Regions from separate parts of the Rattus norvegicus genome. Here region 1 is linked to region 2. A link is a contact called in public Hi-C data. All regions are on one chromosome and are shown on one strand. Each heading gives the region's core, a stretch centred on a gene start, on an enhancer-like site or on the middle of the called end of the contact. The rest is flanking DNA. Distances are from core to core; before and after follow the strand shown. Region 1 overlaps Miga1 (mitoguardin 1). Region 2 holds the start of Nexn (nexilin (F actin binding protein)).

Region 1 (5,038 bases), core at 1,724-4,223, 37 kb after region 2:
CAAGCTGTATTATAGAGCAATAGTGATAAAAACTGCATGGTATTGGTACAGAGATAGGTAAATAGATGGGATAGAACTGAGGATCCAGAAATGAACCCACACACCAATGGTCACTTGATCTTTGACAAAGGAGCTAAAACCATCCAGTGAACAAAAGACTGCATTTTCAACAAATGGTACTGGTTCAACTGGAGGTCAGCATGTAGAAGAATGCAAATCAATCCATTCTTATTACCTTGTACAAAGCTCAAATTCAAGTGGATCAAAGACCTCCACGTAAAACCAGATATACTCAAACTAATAAAAGAGAAAGTGGGGAAGAGCCTCAAATACATGGGCACAGGGGAAAATTGCCTGAACAGAATACCAAAGGCTTATGCTCTAAAAACAACAATCAATAAATGGGCCCTCATAAAATTGCAAAGCTTCTGTAAGGCAATAGGACAAAACAGTAACAAACTGATTGGGAAAAGGTCTTTACCAATCCAATAGAGGCCTAATATCTAATATATACAAAGAACTCAAGAAGTTAGACTTCAGAGAATCAAATAATCCTTTAAAAAAATGGAGTGCAGAGCTAAACAAAGAATTCTCAGCTGAGGAATATCGAATGGCTGAGAAGCACCTAAAGAAATGTTCAACATCCTTAGTCATCAGGGAAATGCAAATCAAAACAACCCTGAGATTCCACCTCACATTAGTCAAAATGGCTAGGACCAAAAACTCAGGTGACAACAGATGCTGGCGAGGATGTGGAGAAAGAGGAACACTCCTCCATTGTTGGTGGGATTGTAAGCTGGTACAACCATTCTGGAAATCAGTCTGGCAGTTCATCTGAAAATTGCACATAGTACTACCTGAGGACCCAGCTATACCTCTCCTGGGCATATACCCAAAAGATGCCCCAACATATAAAAAAGACACATGCTCCACTATGTTCATAGCAACCTTATTTATAATAGCCAGAAGCTGGAAAGAACCCAGATGCCCTTCAACAGAGGAATGGATACAGAAAATGTGGTACATCTACACAATGGAATATTACTCAGCTATCAAAAACAATAACTTCATGAAATTCTTAGGCAAATGGATGGAACTAAAAAACGTCATCCTGAGTGAGATAACCCAGTCACAAAAGAACACACATAGTATGCACTCACTGATAAGTGGATATTAGCCGAAAAGCTTGGAATACCTAAGAAAAAATTCACATGATCATATGAAGCTCAAGAAGAAGGAAGACCAAAATGTGGATGCTTCAGTCCTTCTTAGAAGGGAGAATAAAATACTCATGGGATGAGATACAGGAAGACAAAGAATGGAGCAGAGACTGAAGGAAAGACCATCCAGAGACTGCCCCACCAGGGAATCTATCCCATATGCAGCCACTAAACCCAGTCACTATTGCTGATGTCAAGAAATGCTTGCTGACAGGGGCCAGATATGGTTCTCCCCTGAGAGGCTCAGGCAGAGCCCTACTGACACAGATAAGGATGCTTGCAGCTAACCATTGGACTGAACAAGGAGACCCCAATAGAAGAGTTAAATACATAAAATATCAACAACAACAACAAAAAAAAAGGAAAAGAAAAAGAATGCAGACAGAGTGAGAGCAGTTGCCCTGCCATTAGTGTCACAGTCAGGATGAAGGAGATTCGAAAAGGTGCAGTGGGTAGTGTTCATGAACACAGAATGCACTGCTATCACTGCCCTCCACACGGGCAAATGCATTCCTTACAGGCCTTGGGCTTCTTCCACAGTGGTTCTACATCCACACTGTTCTCAGGCTCCCGTTAACATCTAAAAGCCACATTCTTATTGATCCACTCAAGCCTCATCCCCTCCAAATCAAGTGATCCCTGAGGTAGTGTTGATGGTTAAAATCGTGAGCTCAAAGCCAGAAAGTTTGCATTGAAGTCGGGACTCCATGACTTACTAGCTGTGTAACCTTGGAAGAGTTCATCTTCTCCATTTCCTGGTGAGCTCATGTAAACACAGGAATACCATCCGCCTGCCTCTAAGAATTAAATGTTAATGTATATAAACATCCAAAGTTAGCAGTGTAAAACTGCATACCATTAGGTAAGCTATTTCTTTCTGCTGCCAAAGCATAAAAATAAGAATAAACACAGAAGAACAAACCAATCCTTGGGCCAGAAGAATGAACTCCCATAGGGAGTGCTTTCTTTGGTTCCCCCAATAATTTATCTGCATCTTGAGAGAACCAAGGACATTAAAAGCATTAAATGTCGGTTCATGTAAACTAGTGTTTGTTACTCGTTGTTATAAGCTGGTGGTTCCCATGAGAACCACAGCTAAAGGGCCTAACATTAATTTCCTTAAGGTCATTTTGTCTACCATGAGACTTTAACATGTTTTCAGAGTCCTTTTAAAATTTTGCTGTTTCTAATACTGAGCCCTAAGTTAACCATGAGAAATTAATTTATGAACCTGAAATACGGTTTTACCCTTTAATGAATGAAAACAACCTTAGAAGTCCTTAAAGCTTCCCACAAATGATGATTACATGTTAATGAAGTTCTACAAATCTTCAGCTGCTACCCTGGCTCTCAGTGGAGTAGCTTTTTTGTTGGGTTAGTTGATTGGAAATCTTTTAAAATAATAAGCAAATCTAAACATTTCTTAACTGTCTCTGCCTTTCTTTGACACCTGGAAGTTTACACGATTCTTGCAGAGACCCTGACAACGCTCTTCTTTGCAAGACCACTGGGACTTGGAGGGTTAACTTCAGCTCAGTTACGCAGCAGCCCCGGTCTGACTGCACTCCAGCCTCTCCCCTTCTCAGCCTTGTTATTCCTGTTACTTCATTTTTTCCCAAAAAAGGATCTGCCTTTTTTTTTTTTTAACGGAAGGAAAAGGAAAGAAAGCCAGAAGCCCTTTCAGCCGTGACTCTGGCCCTTGGGCCTGGCTTTACTTCCTCAGATCAAGCCAAGTGAGCTTTCTGTGTCCCAGCTCTGCAGTCCCTGGGCACATTCTATTTCTGTTATTGAGAAGGCACTGGGTCTATTTTAGTCTCTACAGACGCTAGTGGAGATTCCAGGGATGCCTGTCTTCTTTTATAACCCCACACTGTCCACGTAGGCTTTAGGATACCAGTTTGAAAAGGGAGCCTGCACACTGTCTCACTGTCACCTGACTGAGGCTGGCACGTCTCCACGAGAGTTTTCACACCTCAGCTACAACCTGAAACCGTGCTCTCTCTGCATCTTTACTGAGATGAGTAAGTTCCAGCACCCAATAAGTGTGCTGTAGTCTTAAGTTGTTCAAATCATCCACAGTCTACAAAACTTTCTACTGTGGCTCTTTTTTGGGGCAGTTTTGTGTGTGTTCGAGGGTTTGTTGTTTGTTTTGAGACAGGATCTTAGTATGTATCCCTGGCTGTCATAGAACTCACGCTGTAGACCAGGCCAGTCTCTGCCATGACACTCATCCCCTTTTGTGTGACAATCTGCTACTCATATTGTAACCCTGCACCACTACCACCCAGGTTTTAAGATGCTAAAATAGTTTGAAAGAAAGAACAAAGTTAAACTTATAAGTCAAAAACAATCTCAGAAGGGAAAGACTACATTTTGAAATACTTTTTTGATTAAACCCTTCAATGGCCTCTGTCCTGCTAAGGGAAGCACTGAGATCCAATGGTCCAAAAGGCTGGTGAGTTCTGGATATGTTCTGAGTGCTGAAGCTTTACTTAGAGACGATGACGCATGTGCGGAAACATCTTGGCATGGTGGCACAGTATAAAACAGACTGCCGGAACAGTTGTGTCCGCTCTTCCCTATTTATCAAAACACTCACACATCACGACAGCAGAACAGGACAACTGTGACTCCCAACTGTGAAACAGGGCTGCCAGTACAAACTGGGTGACTCGGGAAAGGGGGAGGGGCACCCACACTTAGGTAGTAGCGTTACCTCTCTCTTTCATAAAATGACTGAAGTAAGATAAAACTAAGAATGAGTTTGCAGTTAGAGTTACAGCCTTAATAGAACCAATAGGTACAACTGCTCTGTATACTACAGAGGCTTGGTCAGAGGACAAATGAGCACAGAAAACTAGTCCAAATGCCTTCTTCCTGGAGGAAGGCATTGAGGGCCTTTCTCTAATACTACTAAGGCCTTACATGGCCAAGTGAAGCCCTCCACAGATAAATCACAGCTATGGAAATATGATTTGGATTAAGAGGCAGAGGTAAACACTGGGTACCCTTTGTTTCTGGAGCCCACAGCACGGTGACTGTATTGGCCACCACTGAATGTGTCCTGATCTGCAGAAATGACAGGAGCTCAGCTATATTTTGTGGTATTAGTAAACCGTCTGAAATTAAAATGATGGGGCTGGGGATTTAGCTCAGTGGTAGAGCGCTTACCTAGGAAGCGCAAGGCCCTGGGTTCGGTCCCCAGCTCCGAAAAAAAGAACCAAAAAAAAAAAAAAATGATAAGGCTTAATACTGGAATTACTAACCACATTTCTCAACTGCAGTGTAATTTGAACTCTGTCTATTTAGAGAACTGAGTATATAACTTAAGTCTGGAGTTCAGGTCACTCCCTAAAAATACAGCCTCAGGAGGTTACTCTCCTGTGACAGTGATTCTGCAGGAAAAGAAGATTCCAGTCTCACCCGTCACCTCTGGGCTGTTTGATGAGGAGAGCTGAGGTATTTCTGATTGCAGTCAAGATGGCTCAGGGTCTCTGGATGCTCTCTCTGGTTACTTACCCAACCTGAGAACTGCCTCTGCCCTGGGTAGGAGGTGCTGTTTTACAGTTTCTCTTGTTCTCTGCCAGACGCTCCCCTTAGGGGACCTCTCATTGACTCAAACAAAATACAAAGCCCCAAGAGACACAAGCACTTCTACAAAACATGAGTTCCAAGAAAGGATTAGACACTGAAATTATACCAACCCCCCTTCCACAATCTCCTTCAGCAAGCACATGGCTTGACTTGACATCTAGATAATTCTCTGTGGCTCACTTTTGCTTCTCTGGCCCACCCTTGTAGGTTTCCTGCCATGTGTA
Region 2 (5,411 bases), core at 2,372-4,871:
TCAGCCTAGGGCTGGTGCTGCCTACAATGGGCTGGGCTCTCCTCTCCTGCAGCAGTAAAGTAATTACCATAGACATTGCCACAGGCCAACCTAATCTAGGCTTTCCCTTCAGATGGCTCTAGACTATGTCAAGTTCACAAAACTGAGAATGGGCAAGCTCTAGAGACCACAAGAAACACTCCTAAAAATAAATGGGACAAGGATGAGAGATTCTAGAAGTGCTTTCTTAAAAAAAAAAAACAACAAAAAAACCAAAAAACAAAAACAAAAAACAGAGGGAGAGCCAGAGATAGGACTTGCCAAACCAGCTATCAGCCCCAAGGACATTGACCATCTGTAGCCACCCCCTCCCCTTCCTTCACCCCCCTGAGTGAGATGAGCCACCCTACCTGCCTGCCGAGCTGCTAGAGAGCACGTACTCCTTGCTGATGTAATTTCGTGCGGAAAGTAACTGTGCACCATTTGAAATGACCATGTGTAACCGCGAGAATGCCCCTAACCTCCCCTATATAAGCCCCCGAGTTTGGAAGCTCGGGGTCGATTCCTCTGTCTCCTGTGTGGGATACGTATCGACCCGGGATTCCGCTAATAGGGATCTCGTTAATAAAAGCTACCTCCTGCTGTTACATCAAAAAACAAAACAAAACAAAACAAAACAAAAACAAAACCCATGCTTTCTAAGTTTTCAGTTAAAATCATTCCATTTCCATTTTAGTTATCTTCCTTCTCTGGGCAACAAACTGACACATGTAAATCTACTAATGGTAACTTCTGCTTCTCACTCCATATCACTACTTAAGAGGGATTTTTGGTTGTTTGTTTTGTTTTTGAGGCAATATCTATTATGTCTCTCTGGCTATCCTGGCATTACTATGTAGACCAGGCTGGCCTTGAACTCACAGAGATCCTGCTTTAGCCTGAGTGCTGGGATCAAAGGCATGCACCACTACACCCAGCTTCCCCCATTGTTTTCAACTGTGTGTGTGTATGTCTGTGAATTTTATAATACAAATTATGATGGATAATGAACATTTCTCAGTTTAAAGCCACCCATTCTAGAGTGTAGAAAGCACACTTTCATAGGCAACAACCAGATAAACCCATGGATGTACAAGCACTGATTTCCATACCTACAATAACACCATTACCAAAATGCATACTGGAGGGGCTAAGGCGAGGCTTCAGCAGTCACTGATTTTGTAGAGGATCAGTTCCAGGGCTTCTGACTCCCTCTCCTGGCCTGTGTGTACACTGTAGGCACACAGTGCACACACATACATGGAATCAAACCGTATACACACACACACACACACACACACACACACACACACACACGCACCACTACAGTAAAATAAGCCACACTACACAGTGAATATTTAAATTAAAAAGTAACAATTTCAAATGTAATTAATTTTAAAAACAGAAGAAAGACCAGGACAGGAAGAACACAAGTGATGTGGACCAGATTGGTTAAATAAGAACAGAAACATGCAATGGTCAGTGGGTGACTGGTCATTTTCCTCTGAGTGAGGAAGGAAGCCATCATGAAAAGACAGCTGAGAGACTTCTGTCAGCGCGTTTTTATCCCACGTGCCCATGGCTTGACAGTCCCTGGCTCCATTCCTTAGGCTCATATAACTACACGTATAACTCTCAGTTGAGAGAGTTTTGAAATACTTTATTCTTTTGAGGTTTTCAAGATAATAGAGCTTTCTCCCCTCAAATGGAGCCTGTCAGTTCAGGCATTTGTGTTCTAAGCAAACTAAATCTATTATGTCTGTATTATGTACACTGGCTATCCTGGAACTAGCTATGTAGAGCAGGCTGGCCTCGAACTCTCTCTGCATGTAGTGAATCTCTACAATGTACACACACAGTCGCTATGCTTTTCACAAATGACACCCCAATCTAGAGCTTCAAGTGAGGTTTCAGGGCGAAGCACTCTTCCAAACCCAGATAATACATTCCTTAGCTGATGCTAAATATAGTCTTCTCACGATGACATACATTCTGACAATGATCAGCTTACATGTCAAAGTTTCTAAAATAGCACAGATTCCATTTTAAGGTAAGCAGGAAAGATTGCTCCTTTGTATCTCTGGAAATCTATTAAAACTGATTTGCATCAAAAGCTGCAAGAAGGAAAACTAGATTTAAAACCTTTTTGTCGCGGTTTTTGCATTGTGCTCTCCAAGTCAAGTGTTGCAGGTAAAACACAAAACTCTACACGGTTCTCTTTAAATGGTTCCTCAGAAGCAGCAGGCGAAAGACAGAATACTGAGCTGGGTCTGAGGGTGCCGGCCTGCAATTCGACTGCTCTGGAGGCAAGGACAGAAGGTTCACAGTCCTTCCTGTCTGTACTATGGAGTGAGTTCAAGGCTAGCCTGGAAAACCTAGCAAAATGAATATGAAACAACCCAGTGGCAAGAGAGCTTGCCTAGCAGGCACCAACTACACAAAATGCGATGTTTATACTACAACCGGCCCCACACACAAAAAAGAGGCGCTCCTTCCGTTAACTGTGCACTTTCCCATACAAACACACCTGAACTCAAAACAAAACAAAAAAACAGAGACATGCATTTTCTTACAGCAGCAGTTCAGCATATAAATGAATAATATTGGGTGAAATTTTATGTAATTTTGCAATATCGTGTGACCAAGATGCTCTAAAAACTTGTTTTGTTTTGTTTTTTCCCCACAATACCCGGAACACACTTCTGCTGAGACTCGTGCTACGGGGGCCGCTGCTCCTTAACAAAATCTGGCCGATGAATGACGCTCTGGTCTGTTTGGTCAGAAAGTGATTTCCTCGTAGGGCTTCTTTTCTCTGCCTGTCTGTCTTCTTCCAAGGGCAGTCACTTTGCGAGGGCATACCGTATGCTATTTTTACCACGTTATCTACGCTCAACTCCTTGTCCACACTGTGGCCTTAAAAATAAATGCTTATCTCAAGCCACTGAATAATCACCTAATCTCTCAATTTGCTCGTTCTTCATTCAGACACACACACACACACACACACACACACACACACACACACAAACACACACACACAGAGAGAGAAAGAGAGAGAGAGACGCGTGTATGTATGTATATGTGTATATAAACATGCATATGTTGCATTTGAACATCTCACAATTTATTTACTCCGACACCTAGAGCTAGCTGCTCAACCTCCAAGCATATTCCCTTACCGTTGGAGAGCAGTTTGGAGACCGAGCTTGGCAGGCTAATAAATCCCTTATTTTCCACCTTCCACGGGGACCCATCCGCAATTTCTTTAAAATCCCAGCCACTGCCGGCGGAGCCCGCAGTGGGGCACATGTTGGATGCCACGGTGAACTCGCCCGCTCGGACCCTAGGGGTCCCGGCGGAGAGTGTACACTCATACGGCGACCTGGAAACACTCTCCCCCAAATTCAGCGCCCAGATGCCGGTGGAACAGAAGCGCCGGGCCTGGCGAGGGACCCCCGCCACCCCCGCAGCTCAGGCCGGTCCCGCCGAGCGCAGGCTACCCCGCGGGCCCGAAGCCCCGCCGCGTCCGCCCAGCCCAGCCCTCCTACCCGCCTGCCGCCGCCGGGGCGCCGCTCCTCCCGCTCCGCGCTGCGTGTCCGGCTCTGCGCGCTGCCCCCGCCGCTCCCGCCGCCCGAGCCCGCTGGCCGCCGCGCGCCAGCAGCAAGTTTCCATAAAAGTCCTGGTGCGCAGCGGCTCCCGCATTCCAGACGGGCCCAGCGCCCGCTGCAGCTGTTCCCGGCCCAGGCCAGCCCCGCCCCCACCGCCGCGCTGCTCGGGAGGGTGGAGAGTCACCCGGAGAGAAGAGGGGCGCTGGCTGCCACCCGGGCTGCCTCCTGGCAACCTGCCGGGCCGTCCCTCAGTTTCTCTACCTGCCCTAGTAGCCCATAAAACTTGTGGCTAGCTTCCCCCTTTCCGTGGAAGGAATGGGGCAGTGTGAAAACGCTGTCTGTCTGTCTGTCTGTCTGTCTGTCTGTCTGTCGCTCCTCTTTAACCGCTCCTCTTTAACCTCGAGGAGAGATAACTGAAAAAGACGCTTAAGGAAGCGAGACGAGGTTCTGTACTGAACTGTTCACCTCTCCTTAGCGGAAGGCAATACAACCCCGCTCTCCCACACCATCTAAAAAAGCACCCCGTGAGTGTTAGGCACAAGCCGGCCATGAAAACTACACGTGAGTGTGAAAGGCCGAACTGAGGAGCATGTAGCTCTATGAGTAGCATGTTTGTGTCATAAAACAAGGCCCCACGGTCACCTCCCAGTACCACACAACAAAACCAACATTAGGGAAACAAGTTAGTCAGGGCAGGGCCCATCCCAGCACCTAGGAGGCAAAGGCAAGAGCAGAGCTAGCCTTCGCCATGGAGACTTTGAGGACAGCCTGGGCTTCAATAGGACCTCTTTCGGAAATCCCTAAGGGTTTGCCATCCGGTCCTTCACCATCCATCACCAGGAGGGGAAACTCAACAGGAGGCCAGATTGTCCCTTTCACCCTTCAATACCATCACCTGTTCCGTTCACGGGAATGTCTACAGCCTCATACAATCGCCCTGTAAGACCCCTTCCCTGTGTTGCCCTCCTTCAGCCTCTCCTGGAAGCTCCTCCAAGCAGTCTCCGTGTCTACTGCCATGCTCTTGGTGTCTTTCCCTCGATGGGCACTTAACTTATAATTGTATCCTTGTTATGATTTTTTTAAAAACTGACGGAAAACCCACGAGAGCTAAATTAATCCCTTCTGAGGGCAGCTCCTCACTAGGCCCGCTTTTTTTTTTTTTTTTTTTTTTTTTTAGATTTTTGAGTACACTGTAGCACACCAGAAAAGGGCATCAGATCCCATTACAGATGGTTGTGAGCCACCATGTGGTTGCTGAGATTTAAACTCAGGACCTCTGGAAAAGCAATTCGTGCTCTTAACCACTGAGCCATCTCCCCAGCCCTTTATTCTGATTTTTAAAGGATGAGATTTTGTATTTCTATCCAATAGCCTCATCAGATTATTAAAAGCTGTCCATTCTCTCCATAAACACCGAGAGTATCCTGCTGCCACGGGTAGTGTGTGTCAGCAGAGCACGTTAGAACATTCTCAAAACCCTTTGGGGTCACATAAGACCATCAGAAAACACGGACATTTACATTATGATTCATAACAGTAGTAAAATCACATTTATGAGATTGCAACAAAAACAGTCTTATATTGCAACATGAGGAACCGTATTAAAGGGTCACAGCATTAGGAAGGTTGAGAGGTGGGAGGAGTCTCAGTGAGGGACTGTGTAGCCTCAGTTCACCTGTTCCTTCCTTAGGTTACTGCAGGTGTCAGAAACTCCGTGAGGGGGGCTGTATTCTGTTCTGGCTCCGAGTCCCGGGCTGTGGAAGAGCTGTGAGTAAACACTCGTGC

Evidence for each region. A called contact is a pair of places that touch in the nucleus more often than the background predicts.
Region 1: a Hi-C map of psoas muscle shows a contact between it and region 2, with 5 times the contacts expected there. The contact joins the enhancer-like site here to the promoter of Nexn in region 2. A contact is called at or near these places in 9 of 12 Hi-C or Micro-C datasets (the A7r5 cell line, the Rat2 cell line, frontal cortex and 4 more).

The regions. Positions count from the first base shown.
Region 1 is chr2:243,912,533-243,917,570 of GRCr8, forward strand. All of the region lies in intron 7 of Miga1 (mitoguardin 1), which reads right to left. Among named protein-coding and RNA genes, the nearest start is that of Miga1, 24 kb to the right of the region's middle. Within about 2 kb of position 2,974, at least 26 of the 93 cell types and tissues checked have an H3K27ac peak or open chromatin away from gene starts, as enhancers often do. A contact at or near this core is called in the A7r5 cell line, where this site is marked.
Region 2 is chr2:243,874,531-243,879,941 of GRCr8, forward strand. It overlaps Nexn (nexilin (F actin binding protein)), which reads right to left and starts at 3,622. Exons shown (of 13, transcript NM_139230.2): 1 at 3,567-3,622.